Regions from separate parts of the Callithrix jacchus genome. Here region 2 is linked to region 1. Evidence: chromatin contacts called from public Hi-C data. All regions are on one chromosome and are shown on one strand. Each heading gives the region's core, a stretch centred on a gene start, on an enhancer-like site or on the middle of the called end of the contact. The rest is flanking DNA. Distances are from core to core; before and after follow the strand shown. Region 1 holds the start of KLF15 (KLF transcription factor 15). Region 2 has its middle 62 kb from the start of KLF15.

Evidence for each region. Hi-C and Micro-C count contacts between places; a contact is called where the count stands out from the background.
Region 2: a contact with region 1 is called in a Hi-C map of skeletal muscle, with 3 times the contacts expected there. The contact joins the enhancer-like site here to the promoter of KLF15 in region 1. A contact is called at or near these places in 2 of 3 Hi-C or Micro-C datasets (induced pluripotent stem cells and skeletal muscle).

What each region holds. Positions count from the first base shown.
Region 1 is chr15:76,978,682-76,981,289 of calJac240_pri, reverse strand. KLF15 (KLF transcription factor 15) reads right to left here and starts at 1,279. Exons shown (of 3, transcript XM_035273943.3): 1 at 1,067-1,279. LOC128929766 reads left to right here. Exons shown (of 4, transcript XM_078352409.1): 2 at 745-847; 3 at 1,057-1,567.
Region 2 is chr15:77,041,042-77,043,649 of calJac240_pri, reverse strand. No RefSeq gene overlaps it. Among named protein-coding and RNA genes, the nearest start is that of KLF15, 62 kb to the right of the region's middle. Within about 2 kb of position 1,294, at least 7 of the 16 cell types and tissues checked have an H3K27ac peak or open chromatin away from gene starts, as enhancers often do. A contact at or near this core is called in skeletal muscle, where this site is marked.

The DNA.
Region 1 (2,608 bases), core at 30-2,529:
TCAAAATAAGAGTCCCGGGTCCCTGCGCCACCCGCAGGCCCCAAAGTCGCAGAGTCCGGGCGTTCTCACACCTGTAGGACGGCAGGGTCTCCCCAGGGGCCACCTGGTCCTGGTGGACAGGGGAAGGGAGATTTGAGGTACCCAGACATTTGGAGATTTTGTCACCTCCTAGGGCCGTGGGAGAAAACAGCCCCTCTGTACCCTCCGTAAGACGGGGCGGGGGGAGGGGGGTTCCATGAGTAACACCACGGCGGGGAGGGAAGAGTGAACCGAACCACCATATGGAATGGGGACAGCCTCTCTGCCCCGCCGCGGCCATCCCTCGACCAAGCCATGGCTTTGGTAATGTTCGATCTGAGGGGACGGAGACTCAGCGTAGAGTGAGACGCGTGAACAGTGGCGGGTGTGCGTGAAGGGGTGTGAGTTCCTGTCGTGTGACTGCGTGTGCGGGGCGTGGTGCGCGGCGGCCGCTCTGGCTGTGCGGGAGGCTGTCCGCGAAGTGCTCGTGCGTGGAGCCTCCGTGGGTGTCCGCGCGTGTAGACAAACGTGCGTGGGAAATGAACAGCCGGCTCAGACCCCTCCTGGAGCTCTGGGCCGCTGCCCGCTGGGCACCATGCCCTCGTCCCGCGCCCCCCTTTGCCCCCACCACTGCTGCGGTGACCGACAGTAACCCCTCCCTCTCCAGCCCCTCCGCCCCCAACCCTGGACCGGCCGGCGCGTCCGCTCGCCCCCTCCTCTCATAAGGCCCCGCTGGTGCCCACCGTATGGGAGGGCAGGCCCGCAAGGCGCGCCACGGAACCGCCCGGCCAGGCACCGAGGCGGCGGCGCGGGCCTCAGCAAAGTGCTGGTGGGCAACAGGGGTGGGGGGGGTCACCTCCCCCGGGCTTGCCCGACCCCTACCCCCCTCCGCGGGAGACCACCCCGCTCCTCCGATATTCCTCTGGCACTCGCGCCGTGCTTCCGAGAGCTGCGCGGGCGCACGGCCACGCGCCCCGAGGCCCGCCAGTCCCCTGATCACCCGGGGCCGCGTCCACTCGGCCGGCCGGCCCCGCCGAGCCTCTCCCACCTGAACTTGGCACACGCCCGACCGGCGGCCAGGCCCCGGCGGTCCTGCGGCCGGGCGGGCTGGGCTGGGGGCGGCGGCTCGGCTCTCGGTCCGGAGGCGGCCGGGGGCCGAGCCGCGGGTCCTGCGCTGGCTCGCTAGCCCGCCGGCCCGCGGGTCGCTGCGGCGGAGCACTAGCCCGCCCGCAGCTCGCTGGGCGCTCACTCCCCGCCGCTCACGTGACGCCGTGGGCGCCGCGAAGGCTCGCAGGAGGCTCGGCCCCGGCCGCGAGCCCCATTGGCCGGCGCCGCGCGTCACAAGCTCCGCCCCACCCTGGCCCCGCCCCTCCCCGCCCCCGCTGCGCCCGGCCTTGCGCGGCGTCAGCGCTGGGATCCCTGAGCTGTGCGACGCGCAAGCCTCCCAACACGCTGCCTGGTCCCCGGCCCGCAGCCAGCTCTTTGCCTCCACCCCTCGCCACGGTCTCGCAGCGTCCACGAGGGTCGGCTCCTGAAGCTCGGTCCCCAGGTGAGAACGGCAGACGGGCTCCACGACTTATGAAAAGCCCTGAGATAGCCCCATAGAGCAGTCTGCGTGATTGAGGGGTGAGCGCTGGGGAGCCTGTCTGGCCGGGTCTGCCCTACAACCCCACCTTCATCCCCAGCGCGTTACAAGCAGCTGTGTTCCCTGCTGAGTGCCAGATAAAGTAGGAGACTTGCCTAGGAGAAGGTATTTTTGGAGAAATACGGTATTGGTCTTTCAGCAGGGCAATCAGTTACCCTCTGGAAAGTGTGCGCGCTCTGCACTGCCACCCCGGCCTCTAGGACTATCTAAGGGGTTTTGCTGATTCCCCACCTGAAGCCAATGATACCTTGTCTCTGGGGCACCTTTCTGAAGACCACATAGTGCTTCACAGTCTACAAAAGCGTTCACAGACTGCCTTAGTCCACACCAATCCTGGCTAGCTTTTGGGTTCCGGCTTAGAGATAGGAAGAGTAAGGCTCAGAGTGGCTTGCCCAAGAGAAACACGTGCGCTGTTGGTACTAGGCACCCTGCTGTGCCCTCTAATCCACACTCCAGCTGGATCCTCAGCCAATCACTTTACAGATGAAGAAACCGATTCAGAGAGGGCACCAGCCTTGCCCTGTCCCACAGCTGGGAAGGAGCAGGTAGAGAGGTAGAGCCAGGTCATCTTGCAGACACCCCCAGGGCACCTGTGCAGAGCTCTCCTACTCAGCTTCCTTTCTCTCCCCTCCTGGCACTGGGAGGTAGGGAGCATTGTCTCCTGCTGCTTCTGGAAGACATTGCTAAAGCAGGAATTTTTAACCAGACCCTTTCTAGGCTCTCTGGAATGCTGTGGGTCTGGGTTTGCTTAACCAGGCCTTTGGGGACACTCTCTGTACACCAAGTCAGTGCCAGGGATTCAGTTGCTGCTACCACCAGGAGCCAAACCATGGTTTAGCCAGAGGGCTTTAAGGACATTTGTGTTGAGGATGGTGAGAAGCTTTCTAGTACACAGAAGTTGGAATGACCACTTCTGGCATTGCAGCAGCCCTGGCTAGCCTGGGA
Region 2 (2,608 bases), core at 45-2,544, 62 kb before region 1:
ACTGAGGTTTTATCATACAGAAGCCTCCAAGCAGCAGCCTTCAGAGAGAATTGATAAATGTTTCTCATCAGACACTAAGGTCTGTGTTGATGTTAATACTGGTCATCCCTTCCTGAATTCCAAAAGAGAGGCAGGTATAATGAGACATGTCTCACCACCCCTCTTCCCATCATGGCCTAAACTAGTTTTTCAGGTTAACTTTGGAATTCCTTTGGCCATGAGGAGGGGTCCATTCAGATGGTTGGGGGAGAAGACTCCCAACCATCTGAGAAGAATTTTGTTTTTGGTTTACATCTGCTACCTTTGCTTTACTATGATTTCAAAACTTGCACCTAAGTGAGATTTCTTCTCCGGCGTTTTTTTAATACCTTGAATTATTTTTAGTACTTGACATTTATTTTATTTTTTTAAGAGTCGAGGTCTCCCTATGTTGCCCAGGCTGGTCTCAAACTCCTAGGCTCAAGGGATCCTCCTGCCTCTCTCTCGGAAAGTGCTGGGATTACAGGCCACCACGCCTGGCTTGATGTTTCTTTTAAAAATATGTATTGCTTTAAGATGTTTAAGCATATTAGCTTAGCATTCTATACTGTATTTGTCCCACTTTTAAAAGTTTCCTTCTGGCCTCTTTTGCATGATACCTGCGGCATGTTTTCTATTGCATTAGCTCCCCACCCCGCACCCCCATAGAGCTAAAACAGCTACCAGCGTTCCCTGAAAGTCAGGGATGGCCTGGGCTGGTTGGGGGACTGTAGCTGGAGCCCCTGGCTGGCTGTGTGATTCTGCCCAGTCCCGCTCCCTGTCCTGGCCCTCTGGTCTCTCCTTACGGTGGCGTGGCGAGAGCTCCGAATGAGGCCTCAGCTCACGCACTCCATTATCTTGAGGCTACTCCCACCCCCAGGCCCGAGGGAGACAGAGGCCCTTTGAGCTGTAGCTGGCAAGCGAGGCTGGAGTCCCAGGGCTACCAGAGCGTTGCGGAGGGAATGCTTTGAAGAGGCCCCGCCCTTCCTGGGGCTGAGGCTCAGCTCCGGCCTCCCTCACCCGGCAGGGATTCCCGTTCTAGGGGACAAGTGGTTCGTGCCAGCGAGTTGATGTGGGCGCTTTCTTCTGCCCCCAACCCCGCCTGTCCGCTTCCTCCCCAGCCCCCTTCTGTGAGCTCTCAGAGCTACAGAATAAGGACACTCCTTGGTCCCAAGCCAGCCCCAGCTTGCTCGGGAGCCTGGATTTCCCCCTCGACCCCATCACCGCGAGGGGCTGTGCACGGGAATCAGCTCCAGAGGCACCCGCAGGCGCCGCACCGCCAGGGACGCGCCTTTCACCTCCCAGCAATTGCAGCGCTGAGTCGACGACCTGATTCCACGAGAGGCGGAGGAAGCTTCAACGTTGAAATTCTTTCCTCTAGGTCCTTGCCAGGGGCTGGGGCCAAAGCCTGAGCAAGACCAAGGCCTCCGGGGCTCGCACTCAGGCTCCGTCCTCTCTGCCAGAGCGCGGCTACCATGACTCGACATGGCAGGTGGGCCAGCATATCACAACCCAACAGTCATGCTTTTTTTAATGCGTACTAAAAATACAGCTGGCCTGTGAAACCCACAAGTGTAATCGCTTACAATTAGGCTAAGTGGACATGTGAATGGTTAATAATGAGTTGATTAAAATATTCAGAAATCATCTACTGGAGACCGGCAAACTGCAAATGGTAGCATGGGAGCAATTGATCTTCGAGAAAGCTCAGACTCCTGCAAGCCGTGGGTTTGAATTTGCACATGTGCATACAATGGGTATGAATAAACCTTTCCTCAAAAAACCTGACGGAGTCCAGTCAGTTATTTGCCGTGGATAGGTGCCAAGGCTGGCTACTTCAGTCCCCACTCGAGTCGCCCCCGACCCCACTTCAGCCCAGCCTGGGAAGTGCAAGGCACTTGGGAAGGAGCCACGCCCAACACCCTGCACCAGCGTCCTCCTGACCCCGCCTGAGTCCACTGCGCCTGCTGCAGCTCGTCCCTTAGTTCTCCTTGGACCGAGGGCAAGAAGTTGGCTGTGCCATCAGCACATGGCCCTCTCACTTCGGGGCTCACTCTCCCGGACACACAATCAGGGCTGGACGCCTCCAGCAGCCCCAAGCTCCCCAGCCTTCACTCCAAGGCCCACAAGCCTGACAATTTGGGCAACTTCGGAGGTACGGACATCGTGATACAATCTGAAAACAACCATTTAAGACTTTTTTTTCCCCAAAAACTCAAGTAATTTTTTTTCTGCTTGCAAAATCTATAAATTCAGTTCAATATCAATGAAAATCCCAGAGGGATGTTGACACTTGAGAAGCTGATTTGAAAGTTCATCTGAAAGAGGAAATACAAAGGAATCCTGAAGATGATTTCAAAAAGCTCCAAAAAGACTTTAGTAATTCACATAGAAAATCCAGAAAGATTCACGTTTATGTGGAAATTTAGTACTAAAGGAGGCCTTTCAAAGCCAAGATGGAAGGTCAACAGCGGCTTTGGGGAAAACTCATGATCCATTTTGAAACCAGTGTTAGAATCTTCTTATCATTTGCAACAATGAACAACAGGTGTATTAAAAGGCTAAACGTTTAAAACATCTATAAAAGTTT